2 separate regions of the Mus musculus genome follow, and region 2 is linked to region 1. Evidence: chromatin contacts called from public Hi-C data. All regions are on one chromosome and are shown on one strand. Each heading gives the region's core, a stretch centred on a gene start, on an enhancer-like site or on the middle of the called end of the contact. The rest is flanking DNA. Distances are from core to core; before and after follow the strand shown. Region 1 holds the start of Cux1 (cut-like homeobox 1). Region 2 overlaps Col26a1 (collagen, type XXVI, alpha 1).

Evidence for each region. Hi-C and Micro-C count contacts between places; a contact is called where the count stands out from the background.
Region 2: a contact with region 1 is called in a Hi-C map of the C2C12 cell line, with 2.6 times the contacts expected there. The contact joins the enhancer-like site here to the promoter of Cux1 in region 1. A contact is called at or near these places in 5 of 39 promoter capture datasets (the SN4741 cell line, embryonic stem cells and neural stem cells), 2 of 15 datasets of contacts at CTCF or cohesin (pro-B cells and stem cell-derived epiblast-like cells), 68 of 484 Hi-C or Micro-C datasets (the AML12 cell line, B cells, the Ba/F3 cell line and 32 more), 19 of 115 datasets of contacts at active chromatin or transcription factors (the 230-238 cell line, the SCID.adh cell line, astrocytes and 9 more) and 3 of 9 other capture datasets (embryonic stem cells, macrophages and pancreatic islet).

Annotation. Positions count from the first base shown.
Region 1 is chr5:136,565,752-136,568,739 of GRCm38.p6, reverse strand. Cux1 (cut-like homeobox 1) reads left to right here and starts at 1,250. Exons shown (of 23, transcript NM_001291234.1): 1 at 1,250-1,562. The coding sequence starts at 1,500.
Region 2 is chr5:136,759,403-136,762,193 of GRCm38.p6, reverse strand. All of the region lies in intron 4 of Col26a1 (collagen, type XXVI, alpha 1), which reads left to right. Among named protein-coding and RNA genes, the nearest start is that of Gm30654, 66 kb to the left of the region's middle. Within about 2 kb of position 1,378, at least 13 of the 459 cell types and tissues checked have an H3K27ac peak or open chromatin away from gene starts, as enhancers often do. A contact at or near this core is called in the C2C12 cell line, the HL-1 cell line, bone marrow-derived macrophages and 1 more, where this site is marked.

The sequences.
Region 1 (2,988 bases), core at 1-2,500:
TCTTTAAATCTCGGGGGGACTTTCATTTCCAACCTCGTTCTCCAAAAATATCGATCTCACCGCAACCGAATAACGCTAAGCCCTCAAACTTGGCTCAGAGAGCAATTATTTTCTACTGTCATGTTTGGTGTTCCATACAGACGTTATTTACATATAATTTTCAAGATTAAGGAATTTAGGGATTTGTCTTAACTAATTACACGTTCACCGAAGTGCAGCAAAGTGAAAACACTGTGTTCCTACTGTAAACGCAAACTCTCTGGTGTGAATAAATCCATTAAAGATGACGATCCTGAAACGCGTGCTTTGGGTCTAGAAGGAAATGTAAAGAGAACTTCCTTCCCCCCACTCCCGGTTTAAATGTGAGCGTTTTTGTTTTTTTTTTTTTTTCTTCTTCAAAACTTAGGAACGAGCGCTCAGTTTCAAGTGCACTGCACGCTCTCAAACTTTCTGCCTGCAAAGACGGAGGCGCGGAGTTGTGTGAACCCCAGAGGAAGTTTCTGGGGTTGTGTCGCAGAAGCATGGTTGGGACAGAGTTGTGCTCCAAGACTTGCCCCAGTCCTGGCGGACGCTGGAGCGGCTCTGAAGGGTGGGGAGGCCGTCGCCACTCGCTGATGTGTCCCGGTGCAAGTTGGGGATTGCAACGGAATGTGTAGGACGTGAATGGGAGTCGCGGCGGCAGCAGCCGCAGGCTCCAAGGCTTGGTGGTCAACCCCCTCCGCCCCCTTTACCACGACACAATTGCACTTCCTTGAATATGAAACACTGTTCACGACCGCTGTGGTCTGGAGGTCCCCCAGCTGGAGCGCATAGGGGAGCGGAGTGAGGTCACCCGCAGCCCCGGCGCGCGGGCTGGCCGGTGGGGTCCCGACCGCCGGCTGTGCAGGTGGGCTCCGCTCGCTCCACCGCGCGCACCGTGCGAAAGAGCGCAGCGCCCGCGCCCCGCTGCCGCAGCGCAGCCCACTGTCCTCAGGCGCGCAGAGCGAGGGGCACCTTATCCTAAAGCGCTGGCCACCGGCGACCGCGACCTTCCCGGGGGCGGGGGTGTTGGGGAGGGAGGGCGCCCTTTAGGTGAGCTGCGGGGTCCGGAGGAGACCCCGCAGCGCCCCCTCGAGGCCGGGCCGCCGTAGGGTCGCAGCGCGGCCTGGGAGGGGGGCTTGTGGCGGGGCGCGCGGGAAAAAGGGTGAGGGGTCGCGAGGGCCCCGGATGCCCGCGCTCGGGCTGTGGAGAGAGAGCGCGGCGCGCGCGCGTCAAGGCTGCCGCCGCCGCCGCCGCCGCGTTTCCCTCAGGCTTCGGACTCCATGGCTGAGGCGGTGGCGGCGGCGGCGGCGGCAGCGGCGGCGGCGCCGTGAGGAGGAAGGAGTCCGCGTCCGCGGTGGCTGAGGCGGCGGCCGGCTCCAGGCCGGGTTTTGGCGCCCGCCCGCCTGCTGCCTCCTGGCGGCTCCTGAACTCCAGCCCCCTCTCTATCAGCCTCTCACTCCGTCTCAATATGTCTCAAGATGGCGGCCAATGTGGGATCGATGTTTCAATATTGGAAGCGCTTTGATTTACAGCAGCTGCAGGTCAGGCTTCTCGGCGCTCGGCCTCGCGCCCGGGGGGTGAGGGCTGCGGGCGGTCGCGGCCTCCCTCAGGAAGGAGGGTGACACTCCGGGCTGCCAGGGCCCTGGCGGGGGTGCTGAGGCGACGGGGGAAAGCAGGAGGGGGGTGCCGGGAGAAGAGCGGGGCCGAGTCGGCGGCGAGTCCCTCGGGCTCCCCGGCTCTCATTGATCACTCGGCTTGATCAGAAATTGATCCTCTTTGTTCAATTCATCGATCAGCCCAAGATGGCGCCGGAGCCGCCAGCCGCCACCAACATCTTTGCCCCCCGGTGTCTGCCCCCTTCAACCCCGGAGGGTGTCTTCCTCCCCACCATCATCGCCATCATCATCCTCATCGTCCTCTCCGCCGCCGCCGCCTACCCCGCGCGCTGTCGTTGTCGCGGGACCCTGGTGGAGAGGAGGGGGGAGCGGCGGTCCCCCCCCCCCACGGGGGCTCAGTGGGAACTCGCGCGCGCTAAAGAGGGGGACGCGCCACGGGGTGGCTCTGGAGGGGTGGCAGGGCTGCAAAGAAGGGGAGCTGCGGGACGCTAGTCCCCCTCGCGCCAGTCACGTCCTTCCTTCCCCCCGGCTCAGCCCCGTCGTATTCCCGGGGAAAGTTTGTGGGGAGTTGCTGGTGGGGGGTGAAGCGCCTGTCTCTCTCTCTCTCTCTCTTTCCTCTGTCTCCTGGAGGAGAGAGTCGCGGACCGCCGCCGCCGCCGCCGCCACTGCCCCGCCGGCGCGGCGGAGCTGGAGCTGGTGGCGCTGTGGTGCCGCCGGCTCCGGGGGAGGGTCAGATCGGCCACCGGCGGCTGGCGGCGGTGGCGGCGACGGCCAGGCTGGCGGGTGGCCCCTTGTCGTGAAGACGGCGGGTGGCTTGGAGCTCCTGGCTGCTCCTTGATCGTTCCCCTTGGGCCCAGCTGCCACCATTCCTCTTTCCACTACTCCCGTAAGGGATTGTCAACCGGTGTCGCCCCGGCCAGGGCACCGGCTACCCGGTGTGGCGGGTCCCTCCCCCACCCCGTTTGTTTACGTCCCGGGGCCAACCCGCAAGCCCCGCGCTCTTTTGTGTGTCTTCTGCGTGAAAGTGACTGCGGAGCTGGATCTGTCCCCCTTTTTTGCGCCCGGGGACTTCCCCGGGAAGGGGTTGTGGGGGAAGCTTTGGAAGGGAAAAACTTGGCTTGCGGGGGGACACCGGTGGGTCGCGCAGAGTGCGGGATCGGCCCGGGAGAAGGGAAAAGGTGCGGGAGAAAGGCTGCAACTTTCCACCGAGCGCAGGCCGCTGCGTGACCCGGTCTCGGAGCGCTTTTCCTCCGGGGTCACCGATCGGTGCAGCCAGACTTAGCTGCGTGTCTCAGGGACTTCCAGGGCTCCCCCCTCGGTGACCGATAGCTTGCATCACTCCAGCCCCTCA
Region 2 (2,791 bases), core at 129-2,628, 190 kb before region 1:
AGTCTTGGGATTTGTCCCGTGACCAAAGGACCCAGGATCATTAAGACTCTCCCCCCCCCCCCCTCAGGCTCCCCAGGGAATCGGTGTCTGTGACGCTTCGAGTTCTAAAGTGTCCCATCCTCACACTAAATCAATAATATAGAAGAGACAAGGGTTAGACAGCGTGCCCAGCAGACTTGTGCAGGGCTGCTGGGCTGTGTAGTTGCACAGAGGTCACCAGCTAAGCTGACTACTGGACAAAGCAGAAAGAGACTGCCGTGATCTATCGCTAATTACGCTTCCCCAGCCCTCTCTGGGACTCGCATGACAGATGCAACACAACTGGAAGATCTAGAGCAGTGGCTCTTCACCTGTGCGTCACGACCCATTCGGGAGTCAAACGACCCTTTCACAGGGGCTGCCTAAGGCCATTGGAAAACAGATATTTACATGATGATTGCAAAATTGCTGTTATGAAGTAGCACTGAAAATGACTGGGGAGGGAGGGTGTCACCACAGCACAAGGAACTGTGTCAAAGGGCTCCAGCATCAGGAAGGCCGAGAACCACTGCTCTAGAGCAAGGTATGAAGGGAAAGTTGGGGGAACAGGTGGCCATTAGGGTGGACTTCCCTTTGTCCCAGGCAGCATAGGCAAGAGGCCAGCAGGGCACCTGCTCCTCTCCTTTCCTGAGTCCCACTTCACAATCCACAAGAACTGGGAGGCACCCCAAAAAGTTTCTGCGTGTGAAAGTTGCACTGGTCTCTTGATGGAGGAAAGTAAGGACCAGGTTGTGATGACATCATCAGGTCACTGACACAGAATATCTGTAGTCTGGTTTTTTGTTTTGTTTTTTTACTTTTTCTTGAGTGTGTGTGTGTGTGTGTGTGTGTGTGTGTGTGTGTGTGTGTGTGCGCGCGCGCGCGCGCGCGCGCGCGCGTGCGCATGGTCATGAGTGCAGATATGCATGCCAGAGTGTGTGAGCAAGCACAGACAACTTGATGGAAGTCGCTTTTCTCCCTCCATGTGGACCCTAGGGGGCAAATTCAGGTCTGCAGGCTTGGCAGCAAGCTCAGGGGGTAACCCAGAGCCAGCACACCAGCCCATACTCCTACTTTCTTGGACTTGTGTCCACTTGTGTCCCTGTTAAGCTCAGTCTGGGCACAGATGGATTCCCCTCTTAGGACATCAGTCATGCTGAGCCAGGAGTTCAGGGGCTCAGGCTGAAGCAGATTCAGGTTTGACGGAGGCTGGGACACCTCTGCCTCCGTTCGTGGGCTCTGTGGGCCATGGTGGCCAAGTGGAAGCATCCAGAAGGAGTCAACTAACGAGCTGGGGGCAGGGTCCCTTTGAGGAAGCCCAGAACTTAGCAGGAAGAATACCTTGGTCAATCCTTAGCGGCATGGGGTAGACACTTCCTCTGGGATCCCTCTGACTTGATGATTGTCCTGGTCCCCACCAATCTTACCTCCTCCACAGCACCACCCCTCCACACCCCACCCCTGCCACCACACACACACACACACACACACACACACACACACACACACGTCCAACAACACAACTCTGTTCTCAGTAACCAAGCAAAACTGGGGAGCAGCCTTCTTCCCCCATCCCTAACAGAGGTCCCTGTCATGCCATGCTCGCATCTACTGTGCTGAGTCACCCATCCCATGCCACCCTCAGACACACATTCCTTCCGTTAAGTTACTTCCCTTCCCCTCTGCTGCGGCAGCATCCCAGCAGTAGCCTGAGCTCTGGGAAACCCACAGGCTGGGGCAGGATTCCGAACCCTCCCTTTCTGGTGGGAAACCTGGGAGGGGGTGGCAGGGTGTCAGGAGATCCGAGGCTGAGATCCTGGTCTGACCACCCACTCACTGGGTGACCTCAGAGGAGTTAAGTACAGTCTCTGAGTCTTGGTTTCCAGGTCATATATGAGAAAGATGCACAGAACCTTCCTGGCTCAAGGATCAAAGAGAGTGGCTTAGCTGAGTGGCCCTAGCGCCAGGTGGAGAGGAATCCCAGGTAGCTGAATTGGAAAGGCATACATACCTCCCATGAAACCTCAGGCTAGCCAGGTCCCAGGGTAGAGAAAACAGCTGTTTGGCCCATTGATTGCCAGCATCAGGGGGAGTAACGGGGTTCCCAGATGTACCCCTCTGCCCTAGGACCCATCGGACTCCAAGTCTGCCACCCAGAGCAGGGGTTGTCCTGTGTTCAGCCCAGGTACACAGCGCCCTCTGATGGACACTTCAGGAACAGCTAGGGCCCACTGGGTTTTGGAATTTTTATGTTGTTGTTGTTGTTAATTGGCACACAAAAGGGCTGGAGAAATAGCTCAGCATTAAGAGCACCCAGTGGTCTTTCCGAGGACCCAGATTCGGATCCTAGCACCCACATCACAGCTCGCAACTCCAGTTCCAGGGCTTCTGATGTTCTGTTCTGACCTCACGGTGCACAGACAGACATGCAGGCCAGATACTCACATACATAAAATAAAAACAAAAGCTCCAAAAGAGTCAGTGAGCCAAGCTGTGGGTCTCATTACGGTGTTTCCATACAGTGTTTCCATACATTACTTGAAAACTTGAATCAAGGGAAAGAGTTCCAGGCACAGGCTTCCAGTATTTGCCATCTTTGAGCCCCAGTTCCACTGAGAGGAGATGGCAGGGCATGGGGTACTGAGAGCCACTGCCTCAGTTTAGTGCCAACAGATGCCAAGAGCACCGAAACAGGCCATCTATACCTTTCTTTCCTGTCCATCTACCCACCTAACGACTCCTCCACCCATCCACCCATCCATCTGTCCATCCA